Regions from separate parts of the Mus musculus genome. Here regions 2, 3, 4, 5, 6 and 7 are each linked to region 1. Evidence: chromatin contacts called from public Hi-C, HiChIP or PLAC-seq and promoter capture Hi-C data. All regions are on one chromosome and are shown on one strand. The core of a region is the stretch at or near the end of the contact, and the rest is flanking DNA. Distances in the headings are between cores, read along the strand shown.

Evidence for each region. Promoter capture Hi-C pulls out the DNA fragments that hold promoters and counts their contacts. Hi-C and Micro-C count contacts between places; a contact is called where the count stands out from the background. HiChIP or PLAC-seq counts read pairs in DNA pulled down with a chosen protein or histone mark.
Region 2: a contact with region 1 is called in a promoter capture Hi-C map of pre-B cells, with 4 times the contacts expected there. The contact joins the promoter of Wdr78 here to the promoter of Cdkn2c in region 1. A contact is called at or near these places in 1 of 39 promoter capture datasets (pre-B cells) and 1 of 484 Hi-C or Micro-C datasets (uterus).
Region 3: a Hi-C map of epiblasts shows a contact between it and region 1, with 16 times the contacts expected there. The contact joins the promoter of Dmbx1 here to the promoter of Cdkn2c in region 1. A contact is called at or near these places in 3 of 39 promoter capture datasets (cranial neural crest, embryonic stem cells and second pharyngeal arch cranial neural crest) and 4 of 484 Hi-C or Micro-C datasets (embryonic stem cells and epiblasts).
Region 4: a contact with region 1 is called in a Hi-C map of nephron progenitors, with 9 times the contacts expected there. The contact joins the promoter of Tal1 here to the promoter of Cdkn2c in region 1. A contact is called at or near these places in 6 of 39 promoter capture datasets (cranial neural crest, embryonic stem cells, frontonasal cranial neural crest and 3 more) and 12 of 484 Hi-C or Micro-C datasets (embryonic ectoderm, embryonic stem cells, epiblasts and 2 more).
Region 5: a contact with region 1 is called in a promoter capture Hi-C map of pre-B cells. The contact joins the promoter of Stil here to the promoter of Cdkn2c in region 1. A contact is called at or near these places in 5 of 39 promoter capture datasets (cranial neural crest, frontonasal cranial neural crest, maxillary cranial neural crest and 2 more).
Region 6: a promoter capture Hi-C map of embryonic stem cells shows a contact between it and region 1. The contact joins the promoter of Foxe3 here to the promoter of Cdkn2c in region 1. A contact is called at or near these places in 4 of 39 promoter capture datasets (cranial neural crest, embryonic stem cells, maxillary cranial neural crest and 1 more) and 9 of 484 Hi-C or Micro-C datasets (cortical neurons, embryonic ectoderm and embryonic stem cells).
Region 7: an H3K4me3 HiChIP or PLAC-seq map of neural tube shows a contact between it and region 1, with 7 times the contacts expected there. The contact joins the promoter of Foxd2 here to the promoter of Cdkn2c in region 1. A contact is called at or near these places in 7 of 39 promoter capture datasets (cranial neural crest, embryonic stem cells, frontonasal cranial neural crest and 4 more), 14 of 484 Hi-C or Micro-C datasets (cortical neurons, embryonic ectoderm, embryonic stem cells and 1 more) and 2 of 115 datasets of contacts at active chromatin or transcription factors (astrocytes and neural tube).

The regions. Positions count from the first base shown.
Region 1 is chr4:109,664,783-109,668,690 of GRCm38.p6, forward strand. It overlaps Cdkn2c (cyclin dependent kinase inhibitor 2C), which reads right to left and starts at 1,974. Exons shown (of 3, transcript NM_001301368.1): 1 at 828-1,974; 2 at 236-375. The coding sequence starts at 364.
Region 2 is chr4:103,112,547-103,116,454 of GRCm38.p6, forward strand. Wdr78 (WD repeat domain 78) reads right to left here and starts at 1,753. Exons shown (of 17, transcript NM_146254.4): 1 at 1,564-1,753. The coding sequence starts at 1,610. It also overlaps a transcript of Mier1 not described here.
Region 3 is chr4:115,938,000-115,941,907 of GRCm38.p6, forward strand. It overlaps Dmbx1 (diencephalon/mesencephalon homeobox 1), which reads right to left and starts at 1,927. Exons shown (of 5, transcript NM_001025567.1): 1 at 1,886-1,927.
Region 4 is chr4:115,055,633-115,059,540 of GRCm38.p6, forward strand. It overlaps Tal1 (T cell acute lymphocytic leukemia 1), which reads left to right and starts at 2,179. Exons shown (of 5, transcript NM_001287388.1): 1 at 2,179-2,239; 2 at 3,887-3,908. Gm33786 (a long non-coding RNA gene) reads right to left here and starts at 3,678. Exons shown (of 2, transcript XR_376559.3): 1 at 2,425-3,678; 2 at 1,990-2,277.
Region 5 is chr4:114,997,826-115,001,733 of GRCm38.p6, forward strand. Stil (Scl/Tal1 interrupting locus) reads left to right here and starts at 2,293. Exons shown (of 17, transcript NM_009185.3): 1 at 2,293-2,522.
Region 6 is chr4:114,924,311-114,928,218 of GRCm38.p6, forward strand. It overlaps Foxe3 (forkhead box E3), which reads right to left and starts at 1,757. Exons shown (of 1, transcript NM_015758.3): 1 at 133-1,757. The coding sequence starts at 1,703. The coding sequence ends at 837.
Region 7 is chr4:114,906,798-114,910,705 of GRCm38.p6, forward strand. Foxd2 (forkhead box D2) reads right to left here and starts at 2,101. Exons shown (of 1, transcript NM_008593.3): 1 at 1-2,101. The coding sequence starts at 2,024. The coding sequence ends at 546. It overlaps Foxd2os (forkhead box D2, opposite strand), which reads left to right and starts at 2,460. Exons shown (of 4, transcript NR_030721.2): 1 at 2,460-2,861.

The sequences.
Region 1 (3,908 bases), core at 724-3,223:
CCAAAAATTATGACCAAACCTAAGATTCTCTTGATATCGAGGATGTTATTGGAGTTGACCAGTTTCTCCAAAGTACGTCATTTTGGGGAGTTGGATCCACTTAAAGATATAAAATATGGCAACCATGAAGGTTTTAAAACAGTGAAGATCTGTACCCCTCCAAACTTAAAAGCTGTCATTTTAGAAACCCAGGCAACCTTATTAACTTGTTTTCCCCACCTCTGTGGATACCAACCTGCAGCGCAGTTCTCCCAAATCCATTTTGAGCGTTGACGTTTACATTATTTTGCAACAAACTAGTAAGTTGCTCTAGGTCCCCCCTGGCAGCTGCGGACGCCAACTCGTTCCCCCAAGGCTCGGCCATTCTTTAGGGTCCTGACGATCGGGAAAAGACGATTAGTTGCTTCTCTTTTTCCCCTTTCCTTTGCTCCTAATCAGGCTGCATGATGGCATCGGAGGCTGACAGAAGGACTGGGATGGTTAATCTGGAGTAGAGCTTGGTAGTAAATACTAGTAAGGTCGGCCTGCCAAAAGCCCGCCCCTCGATTCACACGTGATTATTCAGCAAAAGTGAGCCCATTGGAGAGGGGCTCCTTCTCTAGCTTTTTAGCTTAACCCCTAAGAAGGATTCTGGCGATTCAACAGAGATACATACACAGAAGCAGTTCTTGATTAATTACTATGGACGTGAGATGTAGGCAGAGCTGTCACGTACCTAAGCTTTACAGCTCTGTGAGGAAGATGTTGCGGAGACTTAAAGGACTAGGTCAGCTCAGACAACACCGCGAAAGAAAAAGTATTAGAGAGTAGAAAAGGTATTAACCCACCCTTGTTCACAGTGGTGATTTGAGGCAGAATTTCAGAGTCAGGTCCTTCGCAGAGCTCACTTTCCATCCGTCTAGCCGAAGGGGGTAGTCCAGAGTGCTGCTCGCTCGCTAGCAGAGCGCCGCGCTGGCTGGATGCTGACGTGCTCGGGAGGGTTAAAGACGATCGCTGAGGGCAGACCAGAGCAGCAGCTCTGAAGCCCTCAACTCTCAGGTCTCAACGACTCCCTAGCGGGCTCGGCGTCTTCAGAAGAGCCTCCGGAGCCCGCCCGCCGAGCTGCCGCAGCCCCGCCGAGCCTCAGAGGCCGTGGGAGCCGGGCAGGGCGCGGGTCTCCGGAGGCTGGTGGGTGTGCGGCAGACCCCCGCCAAGCCCGTCATGCCGGCCCCGCCGGGTCCCGGGACTCCCGGCAGCCTGAAGACGGTGCACGGCGAAGGGGGAAGCGTCTATGGGGCTCCAGCCGCTGGGGTAGCTCGCGGCAGCATCGCTCTTGCACCCGGCCAGCTCACCAGTAACTTCCCGCCTACGACCGAGCTAGCTCAGGCTCTTCACTGCAAGCGCTCGCTGAGGGGCGGCCGTCGCCTCTGCCGCTGTCGTTCCCTCCCTTTCAGATTTTCCCGGGGCGTCCGATGATGGGAAGGGTCTTTGGAAGTAGGAGCGGTCGCCACAGATCCCGGGCGCAGCCAGTCCCGCCAACTTCTTGGCGGCCGCCCAGCAGCTCGGGCGCTCGGTGCCACTTGGCCAGTTAGTTCTTGGCGGTCCTCCGGCCTGTGCCCCTATCAGTGCCGCGGACAGGACAGCGGCTGCCAGCCAGTTGGGTTCCGGAGCCGAGGCAGGCTGCGCCGGCCGGTCGCGAGCCGCAGCTGACAGTTTCTTTTGTAGTCCGACTCCCCCAAATCTCTGATCGCCGCTCCCTTCTCCGCTACAGACACTTGCGCGTCTTTCCTTTAGGATCTTTCCCTTCCCTCCCTCCTTTGCTTCTTTTTCCGCTGAAGCAACTGCTGCTACGGTTGCCTCTGAAGGTACTGTGCCGGTTTCTTATCCCTTTTTTCCGACCTCATCAGCTTTTTTTGAAAAGAAAAAAATTGAGCGCTTTTTGAGTTGAAAAACCCGCCCCCATTTTAACGGCAGAGTTTTAAGGAGGCTCCGCCGAGTTAGGGCGCCGCGGGAGCGGGAAGGCCGGGCCCCGCCCACGCCCCGCCCAACGCCCTGGCGGCGCAGTGGCCGGCAGCCCGCTCGCTCCGCCCTCGCGGCCCTGCGCCCTTCTCTGCCCGCGCTGGGCCTGGGTTCGCTGGCGCTCCCGCCTGCCCTCTCGCTTCGCTAGTCTCCCCTGCCGAAGCGGGGTGGGTTCGGCCCGGCCTGGCCTGCTGTTCTGGGGCTGGCTGGAGTGGGAGCCTCTACCGTGCGGGACCCCGGTGGTGGTAACTAAGGCCGCGGGTGCGGGCGGAGGCCCTTAGAGGCTCGGCGGCCCTGCAGCTGACGGGTAGGATCTCCTCTGCTGGAGCCGGGCAGCTCCACCCTCCTCGGCGCTCCCCGACCAGGCTCGCCGAGTTCGAGTGGCCTGGCCCGGGGCTGCTGGACTCCTTTGCTCTGCCACAGGCCTTGGCACCTGTCAGGTCATTGCCAGGGCTGCAGAGGCGACACAACTGACAGCACCACAGGGCAGAGAAGTCTTGTAGACCGAGTTTTATGAGAACTGAAAGCATATTACAAGAAATCCCGACGAACTTCAGGGTCTAGAAAATGTGAACTTCTAGTCTTGAGGGAAAAGGAGAAATGCAATTAACTTTAAACAAAGCTTACAGTGAGTTAGAAAGGTTTTCTAAAAAGGCTATGTCTTTATTGGGGGATTTCTTTCACTCACTACACCGAGGATTGGTTGTTTTTAGGTGGAGGTGAGGATGGTGGTCTAAGTGTAAAAGGACCAGTGCATCCATATATTTCATATTCATCAATTTTCTGTACTTTTCACGTCTTCTTGTAGGCATATGAGATTATTGCCTTCTATACTTTTATGCTTTTAAAAAAACACCAGCATGGTTGCATTCAGTGGTCAAAATGAAACCAAACCCCCCCTCCGCCTCCCCTCCCCCCCAAATATTGGTCTAATTAGAACCAGCCACTGCACATATATCCTCAAGTAACATCTGTAACCCAGTTCCTTGGAGTAAAGTGAAAGTATTCAAACAAGCCAGAGACATCTGGATAGTCATTTAGCAACAGGTTGGCTGTTAGGGAAAATTGGAACTACAAGAATTTGGCAGTGTTTCTTTAAGTTGTTAAGAAAAAGATTAGAGCTAATTTTTGAGGTATCGAAAGCTGAATATTGTGAATCAGGTAACAACAAAGGGGATGAACTTCTTTAAAAATCATTTTAACAGAATATTTAGGATTCCATGTATACTGTATTCCATGTATACATTCTGGGAACTCTGAGTTTTTAGTTATCTGGAAGCTATGATAGGAGATTGGCACTGTTAAAGTGATAACTAGCACTAATACAAATTTACAAACACTGCTTTCTGGAAATTAATGGTGTCTTGCTTGGAGAAAATATGGTAACGAGGAAGAATAAAATTGTGGGCATTCTGTATAAAAATGGATGTACATGTGTTATGACTTTCATCAAATAAAATATCTTTGCTGAATTACTGAGTAAAGAAAATGCAATGTTTAGGGTGCTGTTGCCCAGGCTAGCCTACTGCTCCTTATGTACCCCAGACTGGCTTAGTATTTGTAACCTTGTGTCACCCTGGTATGGCTGGATTACAAGTATTCCCCACTCTACCGTGTTGTATTAAGACCTTTGGGGAGAGGCTGGAGAGATGGCTCAGTTAAGAGTGCTGACTGCTCTTCCAGAGGTCCTGAGTTCAATTCTCAGCAACCTCATGGTGGCTCACAACCATCTGCAATGGGATCCGATGCCCCCTTCTGGTATGTCTGAAGAGAGCAATAGTGTACTCATATACACAAATATTTTTAAAAAGGGTTTGGGGGAACCCTAAGCATTGAAGATTTTAATGTCCCATCACCCACAAATAAAACTTAAAAATATAGAACCTGCAAATAAGAGTAAAAGCAGCAGC
Region 2 (3,908 bases), core at 503-3,002, 6.6 Mb before region 1:
AAAAAAAACCTGGAGAATATAATATACTCATGGGGATAAACTCGAAGCGTAATAGCGTTCCTGGCCTATGTGTGTGTATATGTGCGTGTGTGTGCGTGCTGCGGGATGTTACATCATACTCAAGGGGCATAATCCAAAGCCAGATCCCGTGGGGACTTGGAAGAAAGGGAGCTCAGAGGGAAAGGGAAAAGCTTAAGGAAGTTTTGTGCAGACTACTATGTGGAGGGTGTTGGCAAGCAGACGATTCAGCCAGCTATTCCAATGCAGAAATGACTGTTAGGTCTGGAGAGCACAGCTACTTGACGAAGTGAAGTGGCCCTCAATGCTTGGCAGTAAAGATGCAGGACCCATACCGAGGAAGTGCAAGGGTTGCAGTTTAATGAACTGGGATGGCTGCGGACTGGAAACAAAGGGGCAGTAAATTACAGCGCTGAGGATGAATTTCGAGCACACTGGGTGTAATTGCTTCAGTTTTGTTTTCTTGAGAGAGATCTTGAAGAGATAAGAAAACTTGTGAATCATGCATATACTTAACTTTGAAAGGCACAAGGCAACAACGAAGTGAACCACCTGCCTCCACAACACATATTTAGGAAGGAGACAGATTAGTAAACTATTTTGAAAAAGAAGGCCAGGCCAGGTGGCCCAAGCCTTTATTTAATCCCAGCACTTTCAAACCAGTTCCATATCAGCCAGGGCTACACAGGGCGAAAGACCCTGATCTATAAACACAAACAGACATTGATACATAACAGCAGAAACTAGCCACGAGCCTAGTGAAGATTGAAAAATGTCCTATTAGCTAACTGAAGCATTTCAAAACTCAGTAAAGTAAGTGGTCATTTAGATCAAAGCTGGTGACTGGCTAGTTAACAACTAAAGTGCCAACCGACTGTTGTAAGCTATTGGAAAGCGCTTTTTCGGAGAAGCGATGTAAGGCTGAGCACTTAACTCAAGGGCAAATGCAAGGCTCTCTCCTCAGAACTTTCAGTAAGTTCAAAGGGCGAATTAGCTGAGAGGATGTTGGAAGAAAAGATGTGGCTGCTCTGGGAAGACCGCAAAACCACTGAAATGTTCGAGCATGAAAGGGGGAATATTTTAATGAAAATTCAAACCACTTCCAAGTTCAACGCCACACGAGTCCACATTATCTTTGGGCCTTTCTCCTAGCTTAGCGGCATGAACTAAGCAGTTAAGAGTCTTAAGGTAAGCTGGCAGAAAGAGATGAAAAAAAAAAATCCTCTGCTGGCGTACATATTAAAATTAGCTTTGGTTGCTCAGAGACCAAGGAGCCAGAACACGAGACAGCTTGGAAGTTGAGAGACCTAATGAAAGAATACAAGAAAAAGCGCTTGGAAGAAATAGGCAGGGTGGTCCTCGACAAACTCCGGTCTAGCACGGCAGCGGGAGTTTTTACACAGACCGAATCAAGCCAGAGGATCCGGCGCTGCCTGGGGGGCTCCGCGGGATCGAATGCGTTGGGAACCCCTTTCCAAACCGAAGGGCTGGCTGTCTCTCCGGGATCTAGAGGAACGGGCCACACGGATCTAGTGCGGAACTTACGCGGCGAAGCTGGCCTGCTTGCGGGTGCTCGTCGGAGAGCTATGCATGGTGGTGACTTTTTAGACCAGGGCTCGGCGCCCCCTTCCCCAGCAGGTTCGGCGATGCCCGGACTCCCAACTGCCCGCTCAGCAGCTCAGGAATGTTTGCCGGGCGCCATGGCGACCGCGGAGCCTGGCTCAAGAAGCGGCCGCGCGGTTGGCTGGCCGCTCGAGGTGGAGGAGGAGGGCGGAGGCGGAGGGGAGGGTAGAGGGTTGGTGGAGCTGGAGGAAGCTCGGGCGACGATTCGGAGGAGGCGGGCGGCCCAGGCCCTAGGCCCCTCCCAGGCTGCGAGTCTCCCGGCTGCAGGCGGATGGATGGGGCGTCTCCAGGCGGCGGCGGCAGCAGCGGAGGCGGCGGCAGCAGCGGCGGCTGTAAGTGCAGCCTCCACAGACCATCTTACCCATCCTTCGATCGGGAACCGGGGCCCCAGGGGCGCTCGCAGTCTCCTTTTCCCCACTTCCCCTCCCCCCACGGGAGAGCGCCGCCCGGAAGACTCCTAACTTCCGGGGCGGGGCTGCCCGAGTGTACCGGGAGGGCTGGCGGCTTGGAGGCGCTGCCGTCTGGCGCGCATGCGTAGTTTCCGCCCCGCCCCTCCCCGGTCTTTCGGCCTTCGCGGTGGCGGCGGCGGCGCCCAATCTTCGCCGCTTCCGCGGCGCGCCGGGATTACGCTGCGGAGTGAGTTTGCGGGGCGGGCAGGCCAGCTCCCGCCCTTTTCGGTCGGCCCTCGCTCCGCGGCAGGGGTGTGGCTTCCTGGCCACTCCCCCGTGGCTCCACCTCTGTGCCCCTGATTTCTCTAGCTGTCCAGCCAGTTGAGGTTGGCTCTCTTAGCAGAGCATCCCTTGAGGTGATAGGCGCAACCTGGGTCAACCTGCCGTTGTCGGAGGGAGCTAGAGGGGCGAGAGACTCAGAGACAGCATTGCAGGGAACCAGCCGCTCCCAGTGCCTATCTCCCCCGCGAGTGGCCTTATTCTTTTAGCTTGTAATGTAGATGCTTGCTGGCCTGGTTCCCATCTCTGGTCCTTGCATGTTGTGTGACCTTGGGCAAGTCTCTTCCCCCACTCCCGGGGAGGGCTTCAGTTTTTCTATTAAACCTCAATTTTTGTAATTTTGCAGAAGACCTTAGGCAATTTTAAGACCAGCTAGGTTTCTAAGACCGCTTAACGGAGATGACCCGGAATTGACTAGACTTTTCTCAAATCATGGGTGAAATACAGAAATGTAATTATTGGGTTCTTTGTAATCTTTAGCATTGCTTATAAATTGCAGGACTCAATCTTTGTTTCATTTTGCTGAAATTCCCACGGGGCGGTTGACCTGGTTCTGGGACATCTTTTGAAAATGTGAGACTGAGTGAGCTTGAGGTAACTGTCTCTGTCTCTTTGCTACTGAGGCTTTCTTTCCTTTAATCCAGATGGTGTGGTGGCTCGATTCTCCCAGTGCCTGGCTGAGTTTCGGACGTGGTTAAGAACCAACTGGTTGAGGTTCAATGCAGACAAGACGGATGTGATGCTGGTAGGCAAGGGCACGACTGGAGATGAAGGGAGGGCAAAGGCAAGCTCCCTCATGTAATAAAAACATGATTATTGTCTGTGCTGGTGTTGTAGGCGTGCTAATGGCCAACCCTTCCAAGACTTTGGGTGATATAAAAGTGACATCAGCAACGTTAAGATTTATAACTAGTTTGCAAATATTGATAAGATGATAAAATAAGGCCACTGGATGAAATTATATGAAAAAGATTATGAAAGGAACCCAAACTATCCTTTGAAGGGTCAAATTTCTCTACGTGTTTTAGGATGGCATTAATAAAAGAACAAAGGAAAAGATAATTTCTGTTGGTTGTGGAGCCTCCATATGTAATGTGCTGCTGTGCTTTGCATCCTGTAGTCCTGCCCACTAAAGTCAAGATAAGTTCAGAGGTCATTGAAGAAGAACACCATTCTAGGTACTTTGTCTTCACACATACAGTGTAGGCTGTATTTCCTAAGAAAAGTTTTAGGAAGGAGTTCAGAAAATAGTTTTCAAAGAGGACTCGTGGACTTGAAAATGTTACATGTATTTCTTGATGTACTTTGAGAGCTACTCTTTGAGTTGCATAAACAGATATGCCTAGAAGTCACAGACATATTACTAGTTTTTGAATCAGGTGTTGGTGCTGAATAAAAGGTTGTATATCTTAGGCAAATGTAAGTTGTCAAGGTAGTTTTTGTTGGTTGAAGTACTAATTGAAGTCTAATTGTGATCCTAAGTATATTTGTTAGCAACTAGATATCTCGGGAGAGTGTGTGTGTGTGTATTTGTGAGTG
Region 3 (3,908 bases), core at 677-3,176, 6.3 Mb after region 1:
CTTATCTTTAGGGGAGAGTGCCTTCCCCCTTCTAAAACCTAGATATGCAAGAAAATGAAGCGCGGATTCAAAAAATAAATAAAAAGAAAAAGAAAAGGAAAGAAAACTGAAAACAGAGCTCACTGCAACCCACTTAAAACGGATAGGCCACAGAATTTCCTTGGCCAGCGCCCTATAGAGAGAGCCAACCCGCCTGCGACGCACAGGATCCCTGGCACGGCACAAAAGAAGAAAATGACACGTCTCCCACTCCCACCTTCGCGAGGACAGACCGGGAGATTCTACAATTTCCACAACTACGCCTGCAACCTCAGTGGTGCGAAAACAGCCTGTTTGCCCCAAGGCCTATCCAGTAAGTAAAGCCCTCAGCTCTCTGCGACGTCCCCAAACCCAAGTTGCCTACAGAAAACCAGTACTAGTCCAGAAGACCCCTGGCCTCCCGTCCGTCCGCTTTTTTCTAAAACGAAAAAGTCCTTCTACCGCCCCAGGCAGAACCCTCGCTGAGGCTACACTAGAGGCCCCGCGGATTCCCAGCTTTGGAATGTTCCCAAAAAGGGAAAGGCGAAAGGCCCGGCCTCTAGATACAATTCTCCCAGAGCCTAGCCTTGGTTTCTCCGACAAGTCACTACACAACTGCACCACCGAGAGCCCTCAGCCCCCTACCAGGATTTGGTCCCCAGATTGATAGGAATTTGAGGAAGAAGATGTTTTCCCCCTAAGTGCTCTAAAGGCACCGCCCGGGCCTTGGAGGCCCCTGATCAGGGTCTGGGAACTTAAGAAACTTCAGCCAAGATCCAGAAAGGTCCATTAGAGGCCCTAGCTTGTCGCCGTCCAAGATGGGTTATGGCCACCGGAATGAGAGGCCCAGAGAGGAGAGACCCTGGCAGAGCCCTTCATTTTTTGATCCCTGCCTCCCAAACGCCGCCCCAGCCTGAATTCCCTGCTGGAGTTCGCCCGCTCCACGCCAGCTCCACGCCAAAACAGGCCGTGGGAGGCCAAACGAATTCCAGAGAACTAAGGCCGTTGCGGACCAAAAACCCACCTGAAAGATCCTAACCTGAGGTCGTGTCTACGAGGGCAGAGGCAGGCTAAGCGCCAAACCACCCCGGCCAAATAATTCGTGTAAAGTCGCAATCCCAGGAGACAAGGAGCCCTAGGTAGCCAGAAAGGATGAATTCTGAGCTAAATCCCAGTATTGCGGGGTACTCGGGAATAGGGACGCTGGGAGGTGTAGGTGGCCCTGCGGGATCCCGGGCAAGGAACCTGGGCGGAGGACCGCGCCCCCTCTCCAGCCTGGGCCGCGGGCTGCGTGACGCCTCGGGGCGCATCTGCTCTGCATTACCCTGACTACCCACCCCCCACCCGCCGCCCCCTTCCAAACTGAAAAAGGATTTGTCTCCGCTTAATATCCAAACCTTTTTTGTATTTATTTTTTTTCAGGGGCGAAGTAATATCTTCCAAATGAGGCAAAACCGTGACGGATCCGAAGCGTTCTCTGCGGGTGCCTGCGTCTCGCCGGCCGAGGCTTCCGTCTCCGCCTCAGCGCTTTTCTACCCACGACTTGCCCTCCTTTCTGCCTCGGAATTTCTAGTTCTTTCCTTCTGTCGCCCTGGCTTCGTGTCCGACCCTGGGGATCGCTCCGCTCCCTCTTTCTCCCCATGGAGCTCCCTCCTCCTGCCTCGGATCTCGTCTCCCCTAAGGCTTAAGTGTCTGTCGCCTTCCAAGTCTCTCACCCTCTTCAAACTTTCCGATCCGCCCACCGACTCCCAGACTACAGGACCGCAAACGAGGAGAAGGTCCCCGGAGCTGACCGCCCGAGCCCTCCCAGTCCCGCCGGGTCCCAGGCCGCTCCTGGCTGCACCCCGCCAGCCCCGCCCGCTCGCACCTGGTCTCCTTGGCCCGCGCCGCCGCTGCCGCTGCCATCTACGCGCGTCCGGGCTGGAGCTGGAGTTTTAAACCGCGTTTCCCGGGCGCAAGGCGCGGGGCCGCGCGCTCCCTACTGGCCCCTGTGGCTGCCAATCACACGCCACTCTCGCCCCGGCCCCGCCCAGCCCCTCTGGAACATCTACGCAGCTCAAGGCCTAGGCAGCCCGGGTCAAACCTTTAGAGGAACTAGGGACCCCGGCAGCGTCCATCATTTCCCCGAGAATATCGTTCCGTCATTGCTGGCTCTGGATCTTGGGCGGTAAAGCCGCAGGTCAATCCCTACGGAGTTGAGGAGTACTGAGAAACCTTCACCTAGGTCTACCTGGTCTCCCTTGACCTTGGGGTGCTCTGCGATGGCTTAAGGAGGGCTTTGTCTCCCTCCCCAGCTGTCACAACAAGGTTGAACTGGGCAACTGCATGCTTAAGCAACCGCAAGCGCAAGCGCGCGCGCACACACACACACACACACACACACACACAAACACTTCTGGTACCACAACACCCGCACGAACACAACCTGCACTCAGTACTCACCACCCAAGCTCAACCCATACAGGGTGGAACTTCCGACAGCAGGATGCTCTTGGAGAGAGTTGGGAGGCTGAGTCTGCCGAACTCACTTCTTCGTGCACATACAACACACATGCACCTGTCTCTGTCTCCGCGGGAGAGGGAGAGAGAAAGAGAAAGAGAGAGAGAGAGAGAGAGAGAGAGAGAGAGAGAGAGAGAGAGAGAGAGCAATGATTCACAAAGCGGAAAAATCCCTGGATAGGGTTTGAGGTTCTTGTCAGCCTCCTTCTCCTTCCAGGTGCAACTGATTCATAGGAAGAGGTCGTTATGCAGGAGGCTGTGGAACCAGAGAAGGCCTTGTGTGTCTGAGGTGTGTGCCAAGGGGTCAGGTGTCCCCGTTAATGTGGGAACCTTGTAGTGCAAGATTGGCTACTGTGGCCATGACTCTGTGGAAGCCTGGAAGGCTGTGTCTATACGACAGTGGTACCTGGAGAGAAGGGTGTGTGTTCTATGCTTGTGTGGTCAGTACTCTGTGCAAGGTGTCTTTGGCCTCAGTGGCTGGGACTAGAATGTGTTGTGTCTTTGTTACTGGTGCTCATGTAACCACAGTCCATGTGTAACTGTGGGATTTTCTTTGTGTGTTGGTAAAGAAGCCTTGTGTGATTTTTTCGGGTCAAGTGTAATCCAGGTGTCTGGACAGACAGGCAGCTGGATCCTAGTTCTGACATTGCTCAGGTCTACAAGCAAACTCTCTGGCCTAGCTCTGAGGAAGTGGGCTGTTTATTTTCTTGGGGGTTAAGGCATGGCGGAGGTTGCCATACTTAACAGTAGATTTTTAAATCCCAGGCTGAGTTGAGAGGGCCAGAAATGTTGGCCTTGGTGGAACAGAGGGAGCCACCAGCAGATTTAGAGGTTGGACCGATCTTCAACCCAGAGTTAGAGGCAGGGCGCCTGAGGGGAGGGGGAGGAGGCTCCAAAGAAAGGGAGGGGGGGCATAAGAGGATTAGGCTGCTTAGACCCTTCTCTCCCACCAGGATCCCCCACCCCCCACCTCAATGCTCCAGAAAAGATTTCTTCTGCCAAAGCAAAACCGTTTAGGCTCGATTTAAAGGGACAAAAAAAGCGGAGGCGGGGGCTTTAAATAACCTTTTAATTTCTCTTCAGGGATCTCGGACTAGTGCAGAAGGGGAGAGGAGAGAAGGAGAGGGAGGGGAGTGAAGGCCTGCCTCTTTGGCTTAGGTAATCAAGATTGCCACTGTACCTCCACCCACCTGCCCTTCACACACACACACACACACACACACACACACACACACACACACGCACATAGATCATCCTGAAGAAAACCATAGAGCTTTGCACACACATATATACTTATTCTGTCACACAACTCTGGGCACAAGTGCATACTACTTGATTAGGCCAGAAATAGTACTTCCCCTCCCCCATCCAATGAGAAACCTTGTTCTAGT
Region 4 (3,908 bases), core at 929-3,428, 5.4 Mb after region 1:
CCAATGGGGAGAAGTTGGATGAAGGGGGAAAAGTATCACTAAAGCACACTATTATTCAAAGGTGCCCTAATGATATCCAATTGTATGGTATTTAAAAAATAAAAAATAAAAGCATTACGAAACCGGGTGTGGTGGTGCATGCCTTTAATCCCAGCATTCCAGAGGCAGAGACAGGTGGATCCCTAAGTTCGAAGACAGCCTGGTCTACAGAAAGAGTTCCAGGACAGCCAAGGCTACACAGACAAACCCTATCTCAAACAAAACAACAAAAACCAAAAAGAGAAAGAAAAGAGCTAATTTAGAATTTTCTCATTTATACACCTGCTTATTTTTATTTTTGCAGTGCTGAGAATTGAGTCCTTGGCCTTGCACAAGATTGGCAAGCCCTCAAACTCCAGTCCTTAGGGATATTTAAGGAAAATCAAACTGTATAGTGCAAAGAAACAATGTACTAAGATTAAAGAGTGTGTTAAGGAACATGGGGGCTTGGGGATGGGTGGGGGGGTGTTCTGCTTTCATCCTGAAACCAAGCTTAAGGGGCATTTTCATCTCTCTATTGATATCTGTTCTGTCCCCCTATAGAGTCTTTTATCTTTGAGCAATTCCAGTTTTAGAGCGGTCAGGGGCCTGTGCTGATGAGGGTCAGCGAGGAACTGGGTGTTGAGATACGGAAAAAGGAGAAACAGACACTCTGGCTTTGGAGAAGACAGGAGAAAGAATGAAGAAGGGAGGGTTGGTTGGGAATGGGTCGGGAGACACGGTGGTCTTAAGAGGCTAGACAACGGCCAAAGCCGCTGAACGAGCATCTGGGAGGCGGAGATCCGAGTCGGGTTGTTTGTAGGGAGCGGGAATCCCGAGGGGCCAGGGGTGGGGAACGGGCGGAACCCGCCGGGTCCCAACGTGAGCGCTCAGCCCTCTCCTCTGCGCATTCCTGGGCCATCCCAGCGCCGCAACCCGTCCCCGCTCCCTCCGGAGAAATTGCCAAATTAAAATGAATCATTTGGCCCATAATGGCCGAGGCGCTTATCGGGGGCGGGCGGGCCCGAGGCGGCTCCTTATCTCGGCGGCGCACACGGCCGGCGCTAACGAGGCCGCGGGCGGGAGCGGGATTAGAGCGCGCGGCGAGGCGCGGGCGGGGGCTGCCCAACATGGCCACGCACACCCCCAAGGCGCAAAACGTGAGCGTCCCGGCCTTCTTCCCAGGGCCGGGAGACAGTCGCCTCCCGTGGAATTGCCCGTCCGTTTCCTCCGTCTTTCCCCATGCGCACTCCAGCCTCGGCTCCCTCTCCCCCGTCTCTTCCCGGGGGGCACTTTCCACGACGCCCCTCCGCTGCCCCTCCCGCCGGGGAGACTCTCTTCCTTCCTTCCCCTTTTCCCCTTGCGCAATAGACAGAAAAGCGCAAGGCGCTGGCGGCTTCCATTGCTTCTGGGCGGTGTGTGCGGGCGGCCGGGTTGAGAGTGCTTGCGTGAGCGGCAGGCTGCGGTGGCTACTCCCCGCGTGGGCTTTTGGCGATAGGTCGTGTGCGGGAGTGTGAAACCCTGCGCTGTCTGGGTGTGGAGATTCCGACCTCTCTGCGTTTTATTCGTTGTATGTAAATTGCCCTGTTTCTTTTCTCCACAAGGTCGGTCTGGTGTATCGCAGTGTGTGGCCTTGGACAAAGTGTTAGGCTGGTTTCGTTATGTCGGGCGGGTGTGATCCTCACCCTGTGAGGTTGTGTGTCTGTGAGCGTTTGCGTGTGACTGATGTCGCTGTGTCATGTTGGACAGTATGCCGGTCTGCCTACACCGGCTTGTGGGACAGAGCTAGCTCGTGTTCATCTGCTTCCCTCCTCTGGGCCTGGACCATGTGTGGTCCTGTCCAACAAGAGTCCTATGCCTGTGTGCCTGTGTCCTTTAGAGGTGCGTTTGCAAATCGCTGGGGGCGGGAGTGGGGGGAGGGCGAGCGAGAGATCGAGGCGCTGGTGGGGGCGTCAGCATGGGGGCGGGGAGTGGGATTTCACATTTTATTCCAAATTATGATGTATTCGGGAGCCAGTGTTGGCTCGGATGGGCGGACAGAGCCCAGTGGGCGGCAGCTCTGTCCGGAGGCTGTCTGTGCCTTGGTGTTGCGGGGGTCCCCTGGTGTGTGCGGGGGGAATCTTCTAATCTGGAAGATGAGCCGCGCTCGCTGAGGCCAGCGTCTTCCCGCCCGCAGCGCCAGGCCTGGATTCGCGCTGCCCCTGGGTTTCGCCTATTTCTGGTCAGTTTCGCGGGTGCGTCCGCGGTGGTTGGGAGAGGCTGGGAAAGACAATGGGCACATTTTCCAGGTCTGGTGCCAGGGGTGGGGGTCCTCGGGATCGTCCCGGGGGACATTTTCTCAGTCCCTTTCCCATCCCGGTCCAGTCAGACCCCCTAGCAGGTTAGCTGCCCTTGGAGTCCACTTACGTTGGAAGGACCGCTTCAGGGCCACCTTAGCTGGACAAGAAGGATCGCGTTTTCCCCTTTTACTGCGATTGTTAATACCTTCGTCATCATCACCATCACCCTTAATATCCGCTTTTAATTAAAACAATCGAACAAAAAGCTCACCAGTTCTACCCTTTAGCTTCTTTGGAGGGAGAACAAAGCAGTCCTGTCCTGTCTTAGGCCCCTCCCTAGCTGCTTTTTTTTTTTTTCCCCTAACTTGCCAGGTTTGGGGTAGGGAAAGAAAATGAAGAGGTAGTCAGAATAAAGAGTCACTCCATAAAACAAACATTAGCCTCAAGTAACAACGGGAACGAGTGTATTCCCCGCGTCTCCCCTCCTCTTCCCTCCTTCTCTGGATTAGCAAGGAGAAAGAAAACCTCCCGCACTGAATTGAAAGCCAGGGAGGAGGCAGTTCTGAGCTTCCGCCAAAGCCGCAGCGGAGAGAAGGAAGCCTTCGCAATTAACCCAAGACTTCGATGTGCCATTGGGCGGTGGACATCTCAGGCAAAACAATTAAAAAAAAAAAAGGAGGCGAAAAATAAAAGCAAACGAAATCCAGCTACCGCTCTTGGAAGTGGCGTCGGTCTGCTTTGGCCCGTCTTTCCTTTTGCTTTGTTTATCGCTGCGAAACAGTATAAGAGGTGTAAGAGTTAACTCTCATCTACTGCCAGTCAAAACCCCGAAAGTCGAAAATCTTTTGCAAAGGTGGTGGAAGAAATGGTGAAATACCTTCCTTTATATCTCTGCATCCATTAGAAAGAAAACAAGGGACCCAGCTAAAACAGATAGAGCTCTCTCTCTCTCCCTTTCATCCCTGCAAGGGAAATAGGATCTTTGGAAACAGGTTCTGCCTTGTCCTGGGCAGGAACTTGAAAGATGGGGTCATGAGGAGTATGGGACCAGGGCTCCCAGGTTCTGACCCAGCAGCCAGGGCCTGAAAACTCTTGGGTTTTTGTTGTTGTTGTTGTTGTTGTTTTTGTTTTTGTTTTTGTTTTTCCATCCCGTTCTCTCCACCCTCGTCAAATAGAGAATTACATCTTCCTGCTCTGGCTAAGCCTGGGCTAAGGTTGTGGGGGCAACCCGCATAGAGACGTCCATGCTTAGAAAACAAATTCGGCCATACTGAATTAGACAGATCCGTTAGAGGGTTCGAACACGTTCTGGGCAGCCTGCCGGAGAGGCTGTTGTTGTTGGACTAAGTAGTTATTCCTGATTGGTCAGGTGTAAGGTTCTTCTTCTTTTTCTTTTTTTAATTCGGGATGTGTTTGGGGGAGGGTGGGCTCCAAACACCTGCAAGTTGGAGGCGGAAAGCCATTTGCTATTCTTTGGGATGGCGGGGCACACGAGGTAATTCCCAGTCATTGACCCCCCATTTTCTCTCTCGCCCTCCCTCTTTCTCTCCACCCCCATCTTTCCTGGAAACTCGCTTTGGGCGCGGCAGACCGCGCAGGACCTCACGGCAA
Region 5 (3,908 bases), core at 1,043-3,542, 5.3 Mb after region 1:
TACATGTATACATAAAATAAATACTTCTTTAAAAAAAAAAAAAGGAGGAGTTTGGGGGCAGAGGATGTAGCTCAGAGCACTTACTTCCTTAACATGCCAATCACAATACTGCAAAGAAAACTAACTAAAAAGAACACCCGGGTTGTCTTCAGGGCAGTCATCTTGTTTGCCAAGGGCAACCATTTTCCATTTTGATATAAAGTAATTATGCACCAGAGCAGGGGATGTAGCTTAGCTAGCAAGATTTTTTTTTTTTTTTTTTTTTTTTTTGGTTTTTTTCAAGACAGAGTTTCTCTGTATAGCCCTGGATGTCCTGGAAGTCACTCTATAGACCAGCCTGGCCTCGAACTCAGAAATCTGCCTCCCGAGTGCTGGGATTAAAGGTGTGCGCCACCACACCCAGTTTTTTTTTTTTTTTAGTAGTTTTTTTTTGTTTTGTTTTTTGGCTAGCAGGATTCTTATACAACATGCACAATAGTTATGGGTTCAAGCCTCAGAATGGCATAAACCAGGTGTGGGGCCCACCCCTATAATCCCAACACTTGAAGGGCATAGGTAGAAAGATCTGGGTCATCCTTACTTCCATAGTTCAAGATCAACATGGACTGTATGAGACCCTGTCTCAAAACACACAAGTATTTATGCATAACATTACATATACATCCTGCTTAGAAGTCCAGTGCCAATAAAATGTTTAATTCACCATTTGCTGACACTTGAGTTCTCATGATGCTTCAGCTTCTCCGATGTTTCCTCTTGTTTTTCCTGATTTTTTTTTTTTTTTCTAAGACAGGGATCTCCAAGACAGCCTTGGCTGTCCTGGAACTAGCTCTGTAGACCACGGTGGCCTTGAACTCACAGTGGTGGGATTAACGGTGTGCACTACCACAAGCACTGGGTTTCATAACCTTTTAAGATTTATTTATGGGCTATGCATGTGTGGCAGCCAGGGATGGGTGTGCCCAAGGAGGCCAGAAGACAACTGTGATCTATCTAACCAGGATGCCGGCAACCAAGATGATCTGCAAGATCAGCAAGTGCTCTTAACCACTGAGCTATCTCTACAGCCCCAGATTTTACCTGTTAAAAGTATTTACTTAGTGTGTGGTGCTAGTCACTCAACCCAGGACCCTGCACATGCTGGGGTCCTACACTACTACTTAGCTGCATACTAGCCTCCCAGAACAGTCTCAGATATACAGAAAATAAATGAAGCACACCTCCCACGCACTTTCCTCTTTTTTTTTTTAACATCTTATATAAGTATGTACATTTGTTTCTATTAACCCAACATTGATACATTATTAATTTAAAGTCTTTTATGTATTTAGATTTTTACCTGCCTTTTAAAAAATACACAAAGTTTAATGTAACATGAACTAATCCTAAGAACACGTTTGCTACCTTCCCCTAACACTATAGACGTGCTTCCTTTTTAATTTAAGTCTTTTCTTGTTTTGTTTTAATTACAACGAATGCCTGATCATCTCAAAGATCTCCAACATGGACCTCTGGCAGCACGCACACATAAATCACACACCACAACTGTCCCCAATATCAGCACTGGAAATAAGTATAAATAGCCACCAGTATTTTCTGTTCAACGAGAAGGAATTTCCCAAAATTGGTAAGATCGATCATATTTTAGAAACAACTTAAAGCAAATTTAACCTCCTCTATCTCTGATCATCTAAGGGCTTGAAAACTTTTTTTCTCCTGAGACAGGGTCTCATGCAGACCAAGTTGGTCTTTGATTTGCTTCGTAGCTTAGAAGACCTCTCTGCCTCCACCCACCTCTTCAAAGCTGGGACTAAGGCGGCGCACCACCACACTCGACTCTAGTCTTTTGAGACAGGGTCTCTAAATAATTCCAGCTTGTCTCTAACTCGTGGCGAGCCTCCTGTCTCAGCACCTGCCTCGGAAGAGCGCAGGAATTACAGGGGAGAACCAAGCTTGGCTAAGTGGATCCCAGCAGTCAGACCACAATCTGTGCAGGAAGCACTTCCAGCAAACCAGCCGGGATTTCTTTTTTTAACTGCGCATGCGTTTGGCCAATGCCAGCCAAACCGGAACTTAACCGTTGACCAAATGAAGGTTTAAATCCTCTGAGTAGTGACACAGAGCTGCGATGGCGCCCTCGGTTCTTTAAAGAACCTTGGGATAGGGCGAGCGCTAATCCCAGGCTGGGCTCCGATTGGTCGTCACAGCAGTCTGCAGTTGAGACGTTGCGTGACGACCGTGGTACCGCCCCTGCAGCGGGACTGGCCGGGCTTCTGGCCAATCAGCAGGCGCGGCGCGCCCTTTGGTTCCCTCCAGCGAGCGCTTGCCGCCTCGGTTCCCGCGACCCCAACGTCCCAGAGGCGGGGCCGCAGTCATCTGAGACGCTACCTGGATCCTGACTCTGCGTGCCCAACAAACGGGCCCAACAACCAAACCCTAGCTTGGCGGCGGCCGTGACAACAGCGACGGTGGATCTTTGAGCTCCTGATTCCCCGAGGCGCCCTACGGGCCCGGGAAGCACGGTGAGTAACAAGCGGCCTGTAAGGTCGGAGTTAGCGCGGTGGAACCGATGACCACAGGGCCGCCAGGGGAGAAAGAAGGCGGACCTCACTGCTAAAAAATGGGAAAGAAGTTTACATTGTGACGTGCCTCAGATTGACTTCACTGTAGAAATTTCTTGGAGACTGAAACCCTGATCCTTGCTTTTTTGCATTCTTTCTATCTGACCCAGACTGTGTAAGGAATCTATTACGTGTTTATAGTCCGTGGTCTACAGGAAGTAGACCTATGTCAAAAGTGAGGCGTGGACGTACAGTGTCTGAACACAAAGACAGTGATGTCACCCTGAGAGATTGCACATTCGTGTTGGGGGTTGGATGATAGGATTTAGTAGGAAATTCCAAAGGAAGGGGAGGACAGCCTGTGTAGTCCTATCGACTGCTGATAGTCGAGTTAGGACTGGAGGATGAGTGACCGGGGTTATGGTTGCAGTAATTGGGTAGGACCTTAATATGAAGGGTTTTTATTTTATATATGAAGAAAAGCTATTGACTTTCTAGTCAGGGGAAAAACTTGTACATAAACCCATTTGTGTCTGCACTGGAGGGACTTGTCAGTAAATCTGGCTGGGCTGAGGAGGACAGCTAAGGTGGGAGGCCAGAAAGAACTTTCTATGGGTAAGAGGGAGAAGAGGTGAGGGTGACTTGATGGTCCTCATTTGCTGCACAATGAAGACATTCCCTGAGCAGACTATTTTTGTTAGGTACAGGTTTGTACAGCTTTGGCTCCATTAGCTTTATAAGTAATACTATCAAGATGAGCTAGTTATCAAATCTCATTTGGTGGCTTTCAGATGAGAAAGACCTAATGCATGAAAGGAGAGACAGGCACTTAAGTCATTCCTGTTGGTGAGGAAAACTTATACTTTGTGGGGGTAGAGTTATCAGTGTGATTACTGATACCATGGCAGTCAACTGCTAAAGAAAGGCTTCTTTTAAAACAAGCAAACAAACAAACAAGAAAAACAAGCCTGTATTTCAAGAAGTTTCATATCTCTGGGATAAGTTTTAATTGATCCTTAAAGGTTATATCCAGTAGAACTTTGCTCTCCCAATATTTTTAGCCTTAGACTATATAGAAAAGGTCTCTTCTAAATGACTTACACCTTTGTTAGTAATCCTCTATCTTGAGTCAGATGATTCATTTTTTAAATTTTTCATTAGTGTTTAAAATGTATTTATTGTGTGTTCATGTGTGTGCATGTGCACATGTATGCTGCAGTGTGCATGTGGAGGTCTGAGGATGACTTTCAGGAGTCGGCTCCTTCTGCCAGTAGGTCCTCGGAATCGATCAAACTCAGGCTGTTAGTTTTGACAGCAAGCACTTTTAGCCTCTGAGCCATCTTACGT
Region 6 (3,908 bases), core at 507-3,006, 5.3 Mb after region 1:
ACTTCAGGAGAATCTGCCTAATGACTTAGAAGGAGAGTCATCCCACATGGAATCCCAATGAGGCAAATGTCACCCACCATCTTTCCCAGCAACTCCCAAGTTCCCAGCCAACACAACAAACCCAGAAAAATGTTTCTTTGTTTTTGTTTTAATTAAACCAGCTTTGATTGAAAAATAACCATAAACAGATAAGTTCTGTGCTTTCCATGGGGTGGAGCAGCCACAGACTCCCATTAATTCCCCATTCAGTCAGGAGATCCTGGTGCCGAGTAACCTAGAAAATCTGAAGAACTGTTCAGAGCAGAGCCCTCAGGTGAGTCTTTGTCGGAGACAGGCTCGGTAAGAAAACAAGCACAGACTGTAAACCTAGGGCAGGGAACAAATTTGCCAAACTTATCGGTAAATGGAGGAAGATGGGGTAGAAGTAATGAACCCAGGAGTCTGACCTCTGATGTGTTGGCAAAACATCAGAGATGGAGGAGGTGCCTTGGAACGAAAAGTTTCCACAGACTGGAACTCACAGGGACATTTGGGGCTGGGGCTGGAGTTCCAAAGCACCGGATTTGGCAGTGCAAGGGTGCTTATGTGGGGAGCACAAGTAAAGGGAGGAAAGACCTCAAATTGGAGAGGGCGCTTCAGTCTGGTGGTGAGACAGCCAGGGTCTCCCCAGGGATGGAGGAGGGCAGGGAAGGCTTAGCCCCAAGCAAGGCTCGGGGACCCAGCGAATTGCGCCACGCTGCGGGCGGGCGGGTACGGGTACCACGGACAAGCTCGCACTGCTCCAGCGCAGGCCGGGGCAGAAGGCTCCACCAGGCGCTCCCGCAGCGGAAAGCGACTCACAGGTAGCGCTCCAGCCCCGGCGCGAAGCCCGGCTGTCTCAGGTAGGCTTCCCCGGCTCCGAGCGGCCCGAGCGCGCCGGCCGATCCCGCCAAGGCCAGGAGAGGCTGGGCGGGCAGCGGCGCGGGTAACCCCAGGCGCTCGGACGCTGGCGAGTAGAGCGGCGGCGAGGCTGCGGCGGCACAGGGCGGGAAGGCGGCGTCGGGCGCGGCGCAGCAAGGCGGCTCGGGCGCCACGGGTCCCGGCGGCTCAGGCTGCAAGCCCAACAGGCTGTCCAGGCGGAAGAGGCGCGCGGGCGGAGCGGACGCGGGTGCTGGCGGGGGCGGGAAGGGCGCATAGGGGAAGGGCGGCGGCGGCGGCGGCGGTGCGGGCAGCTCAGCGCGCTTGAAGCGCTTGCGGCGCCGCAGGAAGCTACCGTTGTCGAACATGTCAGCGGCCGCGGGATCGAGCGTCCAGTAGTTGCCCTTGCCCGGATTGCCCGGCTCGCGCGGCACCTTGACGAAACAGTCGTTGAGGGTGAGGTTGTGGCGGATGCTGTTCTGCCACTTGCGCGGGCTGTCGCGGTAGAAGGCGAAGCGCTCGGTGATGAAGCGGTAGATGGCTGCCAGCGTTAGACGGCGGCCGGGAGCGTGCGCCAGGGCCATGGCAATGAGCGCGATGTATGAGTAGGGCGGCTTCCCACGCTGTAGTGGCCGCCGCCGTCGCTTCCCCGGGCCAGGCACGGCCGTGGGCTCGGCGTCCCCACCGCCCACCACTTCCTCCGGTTCGCGCCCCGGTTCGGCTCCCGCCAGCGTCGGCAGCTGCGGCCCGGACGGCGTGAGCGAGGGCAAGGCCGGGAAGCCCGAGAAAGCGACTTGCGCATCCATGTGCGGGGGGTGGGGGTGGGGGTCCTAGGGATGCGGAGTCCCTGCTCGCGCCCCGGAGAGCGGGGGTCGCAGGTTCGCCTTATATGGACACACACACTCCCACCTCCCGAGGAGAGGGCCCTGACCTGCCCTCTAATTTGCTTTCCCAGCCCCCTTCCCGGGCTGGCAGCCCACCTCTGTTTCTCCCCCTCCCTTGGTCTAGTCCCTCTGGGTCAATTTTTTTCAGACCCTCCCTCATCCCTGAGTCAGTCTCTGGGCCCCATCCCCATCCCGTGGTATTTGGTAGTACTGCTCCCATTACCCCCGCCCCTTTGGGTCAACCCCAATTACAAACACACCCATTCAGCACACTCTACTGCCCTCTCCCCATTTTGTGCCTTGTAGAGGTCAGATCCCCCTTAGCCTTCCCCATGCTTCTAGTTCCCGCTCCAGCAGTCTTTGCTAGCCTCAGGCATCCTATGTAGCTGGTCAGGGAGGCATCAGGCTCCTTTGGACAGCAGAGAACCAGAGTGAAGATGATGGAAGACAGCAAGACAGCGCAGAACCAGGCTGCCTTTGTTGCAGGGGAAAATGTTTAGAAGCCCTAACTCCTTTCCCTGCTGCACCCCCTTCATCCTTATCCATCCCTGACTCCAGGGAAACTTGTTTCAAACATACATAACTCCACCTCTCCCCCCCAAAAGGCGCATACCCCCCCCCACATGCTTCCACTGAAGGCAGGGCTGAGCGAACTGCTTTCTGATGTAGCATTATCAGTGGGTAGAGAGAGGGGAGAGTTTTTGTTAAAATGCCCCACCAGCACACAGAGAGAGCCAAAGGCGGAGAAGCCTTGTTCTTAAAGCAGGCAGACTGACAAGATCAAGGGAAGTAGAGGCAGAGCAAGGAGCACAGAGACAAGAGAAGGTCTTACTGTGACAAGTCCCAGAGGCACTTACTGCCAAGGTCTTGTGAGTACAGCCAGCCCTTGAGAAAATTTGGGCACCCATCAGACTCCATCTCTGATGAAGCATATCTTATCCCTTACCTCGAGAGGAGAGGGCTCGGACCTGCCCTCTAATTTGCTAGTCTAGTGCAGATGCCCAAAGCTAGATTCAGGTGGCCTGTAGCCAAGGATGCAAAATCCAAATTCAAGCATGGGGCTCAAAGACTCCCCTCCTGTACACAGCTGATAACAAATCACAGCTACCACTGTTTAGCATTTTGTATTTGGTAAATACTTATAGTATTTCACTGGCATTTAAGCTCCACTGGGCGGTAGTACTATCCCCGTTTCTTGGCTGAGGGAACAGGTGCTCTGAGAGGTAAAGTAGTATACCTCGACTCCCACAAGGTACACTAATAGTGGCAGAGCAGAAATGAAACCCTGTGGTCAGAGCACTACCCATCACTGCTCTTCTAATGCCTTTCCTTACAATGGAAGCTTTAGTCCAGCATAGTGGCATGCATGTGTGGTCCCTGCACTGGAGAGACTGAGGCCACTTATAGGCTAGGCTAGGCTAGGTTAGGCTAGGCTAGGCTATGTAGTGGTACTCCATATCAAAAATAAATAAAAGGGGCTTGATGGCTTGATAAATGGGGAAGATGGCTTGATGAGTCAAGTTCTTTTTTTTTTTAATGAGTTAAGTTCTTGACATGCAAGTGTGAAGTCAGAACTTCAGAACCAACATGAAATTGGACTCAGCAGTGTATCAGTAGTCCCGGTACCCGGGTGACAAGACAGGAGGCAGAGACAAGGGAATCCCCAGAAACTTGTGGGGAGTTGTCCTACTGTAGGCAGCTGTGAACAAGAGACCCTGTCTCAAAGGTGAGGACTGACACTCAAGATTGTCCTCTGACCTCCACACATGGGCACTTCCAAATGCATGCATACCCCTACACACCATTTGTATAACATGCACACAAAGGAGAGATAAGACTTCATAAATGAATTACAGTAGAATTCCTCCAGTTTGCCCCACTTCAGCTGCCAAAGTTACTTCCCGGTCTCTCTCCTGACCTCCCGGTCAACTGATGGAGATGCCCATTGGGCATCACCTCACAACGTCTCAAAGCTCCCTCCCCAGCCTCAGCCTGCTCGGTTACCAACCTTCCCAGTCTCAGTAAGTACCATCCCTTCTTTGAATGAGTCCCTATACCAGGCCACTGCCACATCCTGTCAAGGCCACACAGATCCCAAATCCATTTCTCCTTCAGTTCTGGACTCAG
Region 7 (3,908 bases), core at 851-3,350, 5.2 Mb after region 1:
CCGACTGTGAAGAGCCTGCCTTAGGCTTGGAGGGAACCAGCTTCCTTGAAGAACAGCAAAAGGAACCAAAAAAATTTTTTTTGAAAATTTCTCTTAAGCACAAAGCAGATAACAGATGTCTTTAAATTATAATATTGGATGAGCGGGTCTCAAAGTTGAGGAAGGAATGGGGCAGTGGGTTTTTTCAAGCCATGGGTGATTCTGGCGCGATCCAACAACCGACAGGCGTATCTCTGCCAAAGCATTCTCTGACTGTGAAAGGCGCAAAGGCAAGACACAGAGAAGGTTCCTGCTCTCCTTTTTGATGCTCAAACAGAAAAGCGGTCTCCGCTTTAAACCTATTGCGTAGATCAGGGAGGCCAGGGAGCCCGCTTCGTCCCAACTGCCGGTGACATTCTGAGCTTGCAGCTTGAAGTGCCCGATAACGCGCGACGGCCTAGGTCTGGAGACTCTTCATAAATAGACTCCCTGAATTCCGCTGGGACCGGCCGAGCTCCCCAGAGAGGTTAAGGAGTGAGGGCCTAACTGGCCCGAGCCCGGTGCGGTCAAAAGTGGCAGCCACTGAGGCCCGCGACTTTGCTGGCAAACGAGGGCCCTGAAGACAGGAGTGAGTCCCCTGGGTGCGAGAGGCGGATGTGGCCAGCCACCGGAGTCAGGGCCGGGGCAGTCAGCATGGCCAAGACTTGGGCTTGACCCCCAGGACCTGCGGCTGCGGCGAATGGCGATCCCGGAGAACCGTCGCCGCTGCCCGGGGGTGCGGCCCCGCCACCACCGTGGCCCATGATGTGGTCTATAGAAAAGGAAGGCCTCTGGCCTGTCCCCGCGCCCCCGCCACCCGCACCACCGCCGGCGTCCGTCTTGAGGCCCTGACGCAGGAGTGCAGTGGACAGGCTAGCCGCTGTGCCAGCTGCGGGGGGACTCAAGGACGCGGGGTAGAAAGCCTTGGCGCAACCCAGCTCTGCGCCTAGGAAGGCAGGCAGCCCTGCGGGGCTCGGGCCAGATCCCGGGGCAGGCGCAGGGGCCGGCGCCGAGGCCGCGCTTGCGAAGACCGAGGCCGTCGGAGGTCCGGGAGGAGGCGCCGCGGCGCGGCCCGGGGGAACTGACAGCTGGCAAGGCGCGGTGGCGGCGAAGGCGAAGGCGTGCGGGTGCGGATGCGGGTGTGGGGCCGGGCCCGGTGGAGGTGCACCGTAGGCCGGGAGCGCCAGCCCGTAGCCGTAGCCGTAAGCGCCGTAAGCGGCGAAGCTCGAGAGGAAGGCGCCAGGGTCCCCGGCCGCGGCAGCCCCGCCACGCAACAGCAGCTCCGGGTGAGGATGCGGGTGTGGATGCGGTGGCGGCAGAGGCTGCCGCTTGAAGCGCTTGCGGCGCCGCAGGAAACTGCCGTTGTCGAACATGTCGGCCGACTCCGGGTCGAGCGTCCAGTAGTTGCCCTTGCCCGGGTTGCCCGGCTCGCGGGGGATCTTAACGAAGCAGTCGTTGAGGGAGAGGTTGTGGCGGATGCTATTCTGCCAGGCAGGGAACTTCTCCCGGTAGTAGGGGAAGCGGCCGCTGATGAACTCGCAGATCTCGCTCAGCGTCAGGCGCTTCTTGGGGCTCTGCAGGATGGCCATGGTGATGAGGGCGATGTACGAATAAGGTGGTTTCACCAGAGGGCTCCGTGTCGCCGCGCCCCCCGACGGCGGCCCGGGTCCCGGCCCCGGCCCCGTTGCGCCTCGGGCTGCCTGCACGCCGGGCCCCGGGCTTCCCGCTGCGGCCGCCGCCCCCCGGGGCGCTAGAGCGCGGGGCTCGCAGTCAGAGCAACCTCCCGACTCTTCCTCGTCCTCAGCCACGTCCGCCTCGGCTTCCTCCGGGGGAGGCTCGTGGCCGTGAGGGAGCACGTCCCGAGGGGCGCGGGGCCCGGAGCGGGCTGTGAGCTCCCCCCCACCGCTGCCGCCGCCCACCACGTCTATGTCTGCGTCGGGCTCAGACAGCGCGGCCGGGGAGCTCTCGGAGGACATGATCTCGCAGCAGCAGCTGCCCAGGGTCATGGTGCCGCCGCCGCCGCCGCCGCCTCCTCCGCCGCCTCCTCCGCCGCCGCTCTCCGGCTCCGCTCGGCCCGCGGCTCCGGCTCCGCCGTGCTGCCTCTCCGACCAGTGTGTTTTGCGCGCGGGCGGGGAGGGGGCGGAGGACAGGGAGGGGATGTCCCCTAGCTCCTCAGCGCCCCCTGGTGTTGAAACTCTAGGACTTTCACCCTGCAGGGCGCACCCAACCGGTGCTGCCCCGGGACTAGAAAACCAGGCACTGGAGAAGAGCAGTAAAGCAGCCCGTTACTCGGTCGAATCTGGGCTTCTGGGCCCCTAGACACATAAGTGGGGCTTCAGGAGATTAGTCCCTCCCGCCTGGTGGCAGCCTAAGGCGGAAGAACTGTGGGCCCGGGGCGGAGCTCTCTGGGCAGGGTGGGGCGGGGAAGGAAGGGGGCGGGCAGAGGTCCTCTGCTCCCGGGCCCGGCGGGAACAAACTGCCGCGGTGGCGGGAGCTAGGCTCGCTTGGCTGGAGGCGGGTCATCCTTCTCCTCGCAGCTCCCGCAACCCCGTGGCTCCCTGGAGCCACCACCACCTTCAGTGCGCTCAGTTACTGGAAGTCAAAGCTTATGCCGGCGCAGCTGCATCTGGTGGTGGCAGTGGCTACAAACCTCCTCTCCTCATCTCCCCAAGGCGGCGCCCGGGCCACCCGGGCCGAAGCGCGGATGGATCGCCAGTGAGCCGAGATGGCCAGACCGACGCCGCGGACAAGGACCTACTGGAGGCTAAGGGAGTTCTGGAGGACAAGTGAAGAGAGTGATCCAGAGGAACAAACTCGGGCGCCGGAAGATCCTACTCAGATAGGTGAGAAATGTCTGCGGTGGTCCTCTCTTTCCCCTCCAAGGCCCTGGCCCTGCCACTGTCCCCAGGAAGACCGTCTGCTCTCACTCCTCTTAGTGATTCGTCTCCGCATTCGCCGCATTCTCCGCACACCCACAGGTCCTTAGCTTGGGTTTGCAGGATTGATTTTTTTTTTTTTTTTTTTTTTTTTGTCTCAGCATCTCAATCTTTATAATTGTCTCTCTTGACCCCCGTGCATATCCTGCGGAAACTGAGTTTTCCTGGATGTTTGTTCCTAAGTCTAACAATCCCGCTCTTAATTTCCGGATTTAGAGACTCTTACAACAGAACTCTCACGGAGATGTCCCCCCGAAGAAACTTAACCTCATCCCTGGGCCAGTGTTGCCCTTTTATCTGGGGACTTTCTCCACAGAAGGTTGGTCCAGTATGCTTTTTCTGCTAGCCAGATTCTTTTGCCCATCTTTATCCCTCTTCCCTACTCTTCCTCTAGGACCCAGAAACAAGTTGCTCAGGTTTATACTGAGCCCATTTCAACCTCTTGGGGCTGGAAGGGATTGGGAGAAGGTAAGAACTGGACAGAGGCTGGCTGTTGCCTCAACAGCGCCTCACAGTGGCCAAGGCTCCAGCATAGGGGGCCTCAATACCTGCTGTGCACTCCCAGCGCTCTGTGACCCTCCTTAGGTAACTTCCTTTCAGGGCCCTACTTTCCTGGTGTGCACCGCAGGATTAAGAGCAGGACCGGGGGACTTAAACTGCTGGGATCCCAATTTTGGTTTCACCAGTTTCCAGCTGTCTCACCTGGCTAATTTTAATCTTTTTGCCTGACTCTTCCTCTAAAATAAAATTTAAAACACCTACCTCAAGCCTGACACGATGGTTAGCCCTTGCTTAAGTAACTTCAGCATTCAGAATGCTGAGGCGGGAGGTTTGCTTCAAGTTCTAGGCCAGCCTGAGCTTCAGATGAGACCCTGACTCAGAATCAAGTAAGTAAATAAAGTAAGATGAATTTACCGTGTGACCAATATGTAAAGGTAGCCATCGAAGGCCACT